3 separate regions of the Mus musculus genome follow, and regions 2 and 3 are each linked to region 1. The links are chromatin contacts, called in public HiChIP or PLAC-seq maps. All regions are on one chromosome and are shown on one strand. The core of a region is the stretch at or near the end of the contact, and the rest is flanking DNA. Distances in the headings are between cores, read along the strand shown. Region 1 overlaps Tlk1 (tousled-like kinase 1). Region 2 overlaps Mettl8 (methyltransferase like 8). Region 3 overlaps Mettl8 (methyltransferase like 8).

Region 1 (2,700 bases), core at 60-2,559:
TTCCACAAAGTGGAAGAAGCCAACATTTAAACAAACAAACAAAAAACCTAAAAACTAGAAAGCTAGGAAACATCCAGTCTAATAAAAAGTGAAAAGGTGGCTATGGATACGGTCCAGAGGTGTGGCACTTTGCCTAGCATATGGGAGGTCCTGGGTTTGTTTGATCACCAGCACCAACACCAACATACACACATGCATGCACACACACAACTATAAGGAAAGAAAAGTAATGATGAAGACATGTATCATTGATGCCAGAAGCGTAGGTTAGCAGTAAGGGCTGTGACAGAGCAGTGTTCCAAGGTTACAATGGAGTCACAGATGTTGGTGCTATTAAGCTGTGGTGCTACTGGTTCACAGTGTTGGCTTGAATTACAATAGTTGGTAGAAGCTCTTAAAATTATCAACATCCAAGCTACATCAATTTAATCAGAACTCCATGGGAGAGAATTCAAAATTAGTACTTCCATCAGGTAGGTGATCCTAAGGAATTGCAAGGGAAAAGAAATCTTGCTTTATGCCTCACTCACATTCTAAGTATACTTTTAGGAATGTTTTTAAATGTATTGTGTATGTGCATGCATGATGTATGGATGCACAGCCATGGCACGTGTGTGTAAGCTGCAGCTTTGTGAGGTCAGTTCTCTCCTATGTTTATGTAGGTTCTGGAGATCAAATTTAGCAAACACTTTTATCTGCAAAGCCACTTGCCAAATACCTTAGATTTATTTACTTACATACTTTCAGATTTACTTTCTGTGTATATGAGTGTTTTTGCTGGCATATATATCTGTGAAGCACATGTATGGAGTGCCCAAATGGGCCGGAAGAGCAGTTCAAATTCCCTTGCCAACCCTAATTTATTTTTAAAAATAAAGCTTCCATTAAAAATCTTACAGGATTATGGCAGTAATGGTATCTGATGTCAGGCAGAGAGCAATAAACTATTCAACAGGAAATGGGTTATCTGACTAGAGGTAGATGACCAAATAAAAAATTATAAACCTACTTCTATTTCTTCAACAATTTCTCAATTTCACACTCAGAGAGCTAATCACCTATTCTGACTTTAAAGTGGGTATTTTCAACATTTGTCTTTTATTTTAACTAGGAGTGTGTATATCTGTATACAGATGTGTACTTGCTTGCAGAGGCTAACCACTGAGCCATCTCGAGCCCCTAAAGTAGATTTTCAATCACATACACAAAAAAGTTTATTGTTTTTAAATACAGAGCACTGTCGTATTTAGTATTTTCTCAATAGTTTAACTGCTGCCAAGTTAAATCACATGACTCCTTCCCATGACATATTACTCACCCTGAGCAGATCATCAATCCGGCCTTCCTTCTTCTCCAGGTCTTGATTTTTAGTACTTTCTAATGCTGCCAATTTCAGCATTGTAAGATCAGTCTAAGTGAAATAAAGATATTTTTTATTATCTCTACTATATACACTATATATAAATGTGAGGGCAGATTTTACCAATTTCAAACAGTCGAGAACAATAGTTTGTGGTATGTAAAAAGACATCCCCAGACATCTTAGTGTAGTTTTAAGTGTAAATGCTGAAAACCTTGTATACAACTTATTAAAGCTCATATGCAAATGTTCACACTATATATATTGAGGAGTGTTAACTTTCGCTTTGTAAAACCAGCTTTTAAGCTGTTTACAACTGACAAGTAAAGACTGCTTCTATTTATCTGATGGGTATGTTTTGATCATGCTGACCTTGAACTCTTAAAGATCTACCTGCCTCTGCCTCCAGAGTGCTGGGATTAAAGGCATGCACCACCACACCCAGCCCACACACAACAGTTTGGACACGACCCAGGAAAAGTAAAGAAAATATACTGTTATGGAGTCAAGGTGTTCCATCAACAGATCAACTCTCCAATTTTAAGTCTGAAAAAGCATTAACTAAATGAATGAATCAATAAATGAATAGCGGTGTAAACTAGGAGTACAGTTTAGCCACAGAGCATCTGCCTGATACTTGCACTGGTGCCCAAATTCAATCCCTGGCACCAGAAAGCAAAACAGAAATAAAAAACTTTCAAAAACGTACGATCTGTGTTCAAAATTCATAAAACTGATTAATATTAATAGTAATAATGACATTAATATATCTAAGTAATTTGATATAGTGGTATAAACATATAGACACTGAAATGACTTTAGTATTCATTTATAACCAACACAGCAGCATTATGAAGATACTGACTACACGCACACACACACACACACACACACACACACACACACACACACACACACACACACACTGTTTTACGGCCTGAGACATCTGCTCAAGTATGTAGCAAAGGGCAAGCTGGTGCTAAGTTGAATGCTTCAGTTCCTCTTATCCTGTAAATGTTGTAGTCTAGTAAGTCAGCTCTTGCGTTTAATTTTGCTTTACAATTATATACAGAACAAACCATAAACATTTTAATTGTTAATACAACTGGCTAGATTTTTTTCCTAAAAGTCATAGGAAAATTTAAAACTATTACTTACTTGAGTGATCTTAAAGGATAACTGCTTTGGTTGTACAACAGGGTGGTCCCCGAAAGCTAATGCAGTAGGAGAAGGGCTATTCGGTCGAACCTGAAAATTAGGGTAAAATTTCTACCATAAAAGTTTCTACTCAGCAACAATTATTTAACATTTCTGAAAATGTTTATCTTGTAATACCTTTA
Region 2 (2,700 bases), core at 127-2,626, 220 kb after region 1:
TTTCAGAGGACTATGCATTTCTTCCCACTGATTTATTTCCTCATCTGTTCTTTCTGAGATCAGGGCTTACAGAGACCACACCTTGAGAGGGCTGCTTCTTCAGGTCTCTATTTAAACCTTCAGAACCCCAAAGACTGAACCTGGGGGGAGTCCCCTTGATCTCTCTGTCCATCTTTTCAATGTGTCCACACTGAATAAGTCTCCTTTTCTATTTTCTACTTTAGTCTGGCTCTTTTAATTGGCTTACTGAAGATGGGTAACCAGACCTGACTTGGGGCACAAGTTGTGAACCCAAACTTCGATAACATATAATGAAAGCATTCAGTAAACACTATATAATGGGGGACTTGTTTTAGGGACTCTGTTTTTTTACAATGGGCAATTAGCAAGCCAACATATTTTCTTTCTGAAGCAAGGGAAACAAATACATTTCGAGTGGTTAAGGAGGATTTTATTGAATAAATGCTTTAGTTTAGCAGTGATAAAATACCCTGACAGTGAGGCTGGCAAGATGGCTCAGGGGTTAAGACTGGCTGCTCTTCCAGAAGAAGACACCCAGTCCCCACATGACAGCTCTGTTGTATAGTGGTTTCCTTCCAGATTGAAACAGTCTAGCTCTCAAAGTTAAGACAAAAAGTAAATAACTCAGAATAGCTGCAGGAAGTCCCTAAAATTGACTAAATTCACTAGGCCCCTCCTTCCCCAGAATAAATAGTAAACACCACTTCCAGACAAGTCAAGATGCCAAGAAGCAGAGACCAGCCGAGCTACTGGAAGAGGCTTAGAACTGAGGCACCTGGAAAGGGCACTCTCCAATCAGCCTGCAGGCTGTGCAGTGGGCTCCTGGTTCCCAGTTTTTGTGAGCTGTCACCCATGCTGGGGTTGACTTTGGTGATGCAGCTGTCTTTGAGTCATTTCTACTCCTGTAAGCAACCCCTCATCCATATTCCTGTAAATGACCCTAATAAAACTCACTGGTTCACTAAATTGAACTTTAGTGGTATCCATCCTTTGTTCTGTCATGGACTCCCTACTGTGGGCGAGTAGACAAGTGTATATTGCCTCTTCTCAGGAAAAGTCTGTCATACAACAGGCTCACAAACACCTATAACTCAGGTAGGGATCCGATGCTCTCTGCAGGCAGAGATACCAATGGCCTCTGCAGGTACTAGGCATGTACGTGGTGCCCAGACATGCATTCAGGCAAACCCCATGCACATAAAAACAAAACAAAACAAAACAAAACAAAACAAAACTCCAACAAAAGCAACTTTTGGAAGAAAAGGTTTATTTTAGCTCACAACTCCAAGCTACAGTCCACCCAGTTACAGCAGGAAGTCAAGGAGGCAGGAGCTTGAAGCAGCTGGTTACACCCATGGTCAGGAGAAGAGCGAGCATGAATACTGGTGTGCCAGTGCTCAGCTCCCTTTTCCCACACTTACTTGGTTCAGGGTCCAACCTCCAGGGAATGGTACTGCCCACAGTAGACAAGTCTTCCCACATCAATTAATACAATCAAGACAATCTCACAGACAACTGACAATCTGAGACTCTTCCTGGGTGGTTCTAGAGTGTGTCAAGTTGACAATTAAAACTGGCCACCACAGCACAGACAGTGTCTCAAAGATGATCTGCATATCTAAGAATAGCCCGGAAGTGATGTTAACAAGGGTCACACTTCCCCATTTTTTGGAAAGAGAAACTAAGGTTGTATTTCAGACACTTGTGTGTGGTGGTGGTGGTGGTGGTGGTTGGTGAGTTTTGAGAGAAAATAGATAAGAACAGAACAAAACACAGTAACCCTTCATCCTGAGTTCCCCCAAGAACAAGGCACACTATGCCGCTGCTACTGGCTGACAGCAGAGGGCAGTTTGACTGCTTTACCATACTCAACAATAAAGTAGATCATTTTTCCACTTCTAAAACATGGACGGGTTACATTTCTCAAAACTATACGCTTCTTAATTCAAAGTCATACAATTCAAGGGAACATGGTTAGATGAAACAAAACCAAACATACATTTCAAGTTCTGGAAACCCAGAGGGTGGGAGACTCTTTCAAGTCACATCCTTGTTCTTAAAATGTCCTGAGAGCACTGACAGCAGACCAGCAGAGCTGCGGATGCTCTTCTGCTCATCTCTGGAAGAGAAGTCTTTGAACAGTATCAGGCCCTGGGTTCATACTTTAACATGACACATAGTTCGGTCCTGAGAATGCAGTGAATGCTAATTTCCACTCTGTGGAGTCCAGGGCGATGGTTTCTGGAATTTTCCTTGAATCCACACTCGGTGCATCTGCACTTGCTTTTTCCTGTTCACTTGCAAGCGATGATCAACCAGATTTTGCTTTTCGTGTAATCCAGCCTCGCAGAACATACGGCGGATTTCCCCTTTGAGACAAGAGTGGCAGTCAACGATATAGCATGTGGTGGGGGGGAGAGGGGTGAGACCCAATGGAACACCATGGAGGACTGCTCATCCGATTCTCTTATACCAAGAAGCAGAGAGCTGGGTGAAGGAAACCCACAACACCAGGTGGGGCCTCTTCATTCCCACATACACTGCGAGTACAGACAGGCTGACGGACGGACGGGTCAGCCTGATCAGGGTAAGTTACTGTGAGCCGAGCTGTGGCTACAGCTTTCCATACTTTGACATGTGCCTCCTTTCTGAGCCTTTGCTTAAAATCATCCAAGATCA
Region 3 (2,700 bases), core at 180-2,679, 240 kb after region 1:
GGTGTTTAACTATTCTGTTTTTCTTTCCCTTCATATAGAACATTCTCTTCAGTGGTAAGGTATTCACAACACAAGGATACATTCTTTCATCATCTGCCTAATGTAGCTAACCTACCCTAGGTAGGACTTCATTTACAAAGATATTTTAAAGTGCATACAGCAGCTGCTGTTGTAAGTTTTAAAAAACCTTTACATTTGCTGTACGACCAGCTGACATATAGCACACTGGAGATCTTTTTAAGGAGATTATAAAATATAATCATGTTTACTCAAGAAACACTGATTATATCTTTTTTATTTCTCTGGGTTAACCTGGTTTTAAAAGAAATATGAGCTATAATAAAATTGAAAAGTAATTAGGAAAAGAAAACATGGAATTAAAAGTCATTAGTCTGGGCAATCTAATTGAAGGAAATATTGCTAACTGGAGCCTGGGTGCTATACATTCTCATTATGCAAACGAGGCTGGGTCATTCAACAGCAAAAAGTGATTATCTGTCATGTAGGCGATCTTATTTTCAGATTGTGAGTGTGTTTTTCTAACTTCTGTTCTCACCAACAGCTCTGACAATAGGTGAAAAGTGGGAGAAGGAAGAGTGACATACAGGGAGCAGAAGAAATGTGACAGGGTTGGCTAGCTGGAAGAATAAGCAGTGTTCCTCCCAGGGGCTTAATAAAGGAGATAGGATCAATAGCAGTGTGCCTGCTCTGCAGACTTTGTGATGCCAGAGCGCTGGCTCTTTCAAACACTCAGGGACTCTCTTAGATAAGGAAAGCTGGTGTAGAGGTCAAAGCTTCTGTCGGGTTCTCACTAAGTCTGGAAGCAGAGCAGAACGATCTATTTACCTTGACCCATACTGACTCATCAGAGGGATAACGCAGCGAATGAGAAGCCTCACCCAAGACTTGAGTGGGGTCTGCGATCCTAGCAGAGACTGCTGTGTGGCTGTCCCTGAGACATGCTGCCATTCACTGATGTTCCTCAGACCACAGTTTCCTTCCTTGTTACCCACTGGGAGCTTAGCCCTCTCTGCACTCACCACCTTGCTTTAAATACAAGATATCCTCCGTATAACTCAAGTCTTTTCCTGCAGTGGTCCCCTGACACCGTGGCGCCCGGTGCACTGAGTGGCGGGATGCAGAGGTGACCCAGAACAAATCTCTATTTCTTTGAGTCATTCTGAAATGGAATCTTTAGTTCTTTATCTTCACAGTAGCCAGAAGAAACACTTAGAAAGGGCTGTCATAGCAATGGCAAAGCAGGCACCTCAGAGTGGTGCCAGCACCTCCTTGCTCCTGTCTTTCCTCTTCTATGGAGTGGCCCGTCACCACCTTTCTATTTTGGTCCCACTGTGGTTCTGTGGGAACCGTCCTTTTCCTTTACTGCGGTTTCTGAGGCTCTAAAATAACCTCCTCATTAGCTGCGCTCAAGTTCATTGTTAGCTCAAATAGGACAAAGTGGGCGGCCATGCACAGAGAACTTTAACATGATCAGCCCTGCTCTATTTAAGTTCGGAACACAAACATTCAAAAGGGAGTTTTAAAAATCCCTGCCTTTTCATATTATTAGGATAATGTGCAGATAATAGCATGAATGAGTTTTCATTTCCTGGAAGTAAATTAAAACAACTGACAATGTGGAACATCGTTCAGGCTGGAAGCTCTGCTGTATTCAGGAGGCCACTAGCAGAAGCTTGAGTAATGTGGAAAATATGTCCACGCAGCTGCTGGCAAAGAAGTGAAGTTATACTTCCTCAGAAGCAGTGACAGAGTTCCTGTGAGGGAATGTGGTGCTGGCCGATGGAAGGCAGCACTGGCCATGGGATGAGTCCTCAAGTCCAGCCTCAACACTCCCTGGCTGTATTCCACCCCAGGTCTGTCTGGCTAGAGCCCATAGAAATAGAGTCATTCCACTGGGGTCAGGGGCTCGTCTTTCCTGTCCACCCAAGGATACACTGATGCTGATGGTGAAGAACTACCACTAAGGAATAACAAGCAAGGCCAGAGGAATCGATAGGCCACCAATGACTCCAGAGAGCAGGATTGGTTGCACTGGCTCCTTTGCCAGCTAAAGGCTGAGGGCTGTCCCATTCTCTTAGCCTTCCCAGATACCTTTGCTTCAGATTTCAGCAGCTGCAAGCTAACATCATTTCAACTGTGCTTCTCCTGATGTTCACTCTGCGCCTTACAGGGAGGAGTACGAGCATTTTTCCCTGGGGAGTTTCTGCATATCTGGTCAATCTAGCACTAGAATTCTAGCTTTGGAAGAATCTTCCAATATACTGCCTGATAGGTATTTAGTCTTTTGATTTGTTTGTTTTATTTTTATTTGTTTTTGTTTTTCAAGACATGATTTCTCTGTGCAACTCTGGCTGTCCTGGAACTCATTCTGTAGACCAGGCTGGCCTCGAACTCAGAGATCCACCTGCCTCTGCCTCCCGAGTGCTGGGATTAAAGGATTGTGCCACCACTGCCCAGATATTTATGTGACATTTACAGTCTCCTTTGGACCAAATAGCTCAAAAGCAACCACAGAGAATATGTCAACAAGTGAACAAATCCGTGTCCTAATAAAACTTTATAAAACATGGTGCAGGCTAGGGAAATGGCTCAGTGGACAAGGTGCTGGCTGTGCAAGAATTCAACTCCTCTGAACTCACAGAAGAGGTATGACAGCTGGATGTCATCCCAGCACCAGAG

The links. HiChIP or PLAC-seq counts read pairs in DNA pulled down with a chosen protein or histone mark.
Region 2: a contact with region 1 is called in an H3K4me3 HiChIP or PLAC-seq map of bone marrow-derived macrophages, with 4 times the contacts expected there. The contact joins two enhancer-like sites. A contact is called at or near these places in 4 of 115 datasets of contacts at active chromatin or transcription factors (bone marrow-derived dendritic cells, bone marrow-derived macrophages, embryonic stem cells and 1 more) and 2 of 9 other capture datasets (liver and pancreatic islet).
Region 3: a contact with region 1 is called in an H3K4me3 HiChIP or PLAC-seq map of bone marrow-derived macrophages, with 3 times the contacts expected there. The contact joins two enhancer-like sites. A contact is called at or near these places in 4 of 115 datasets of contacts at active chromatin or transcription factors (bone marrow-derived dendritic cells, bone marrow-derived macrophages, embryonic basal ganglia and 1 more) and 3 of 9 other capture datasets (adipose tissue, liver and pancreatic islet).

Annotation. Positions count from the first base shown.
Region 1 is chr2:70,747,917-70,750,616 of GRCm38.p6, forward strand. Tlk1 (tousled-like kinase 1) reads right to left here. Exons shown (of 20, transcript NM_172664.3): 7 at 2,519-2,608; 8 at 1,319-1,411. Among named protein-coding and RNA genes, the nearest start is that of Gm38528, 45 kb to the left of the region's middle. Within about 2 kb of position 1,310, at least 5 of the 459 cell types and tissues checked have an H3K27ac peak or open chromatin away from gene starts, as enhancers often do. A contact at or near this core is called in bone marrow-derived macrophages, where this site is marked.
Region 2 is chr2:70,963,290-70,965,989 of GRCm38.p6, forward strand. It overlaps Mettl8 (methyltransferase like 8), which reads right to left. Exons shown (of 10, transcript NM_145524.3): 10 at 1,272-2,390. The coding sequence ends at 2,227. Among named protein-coding and RNA genes, the nearest start is that of Gm39843, 42 kb to the left of the region's middle. Within about 2 kb of position 1,377, at least 96 of the 459 cell types and tissues checked have an H3K27ac peak or open chromatin away from gene starts, as enhancers often do. A contact at or near this core is called in bone marrow-derived macrophages, where this site is marked.
Region 3 is chr2:70,988,627-70,991,326 of GRCm38.p6, forward strand. The region is part of intron 3 of Mettl8 (methyltransferase like 8); the gene reads right to left. Among named protein-coding and RNA genes, the nearest start is that of Mettl8, 66 kb to the right of the region's middle. Within about 2 kb of position 1,430, at least 59 of the 459 cell types and tissues checked have an H3K27ac peak or open chromatin away from gene starts, as enhancers often do. A contact at or near this core is called in bone marrow-derived macrophages, where this site is marked.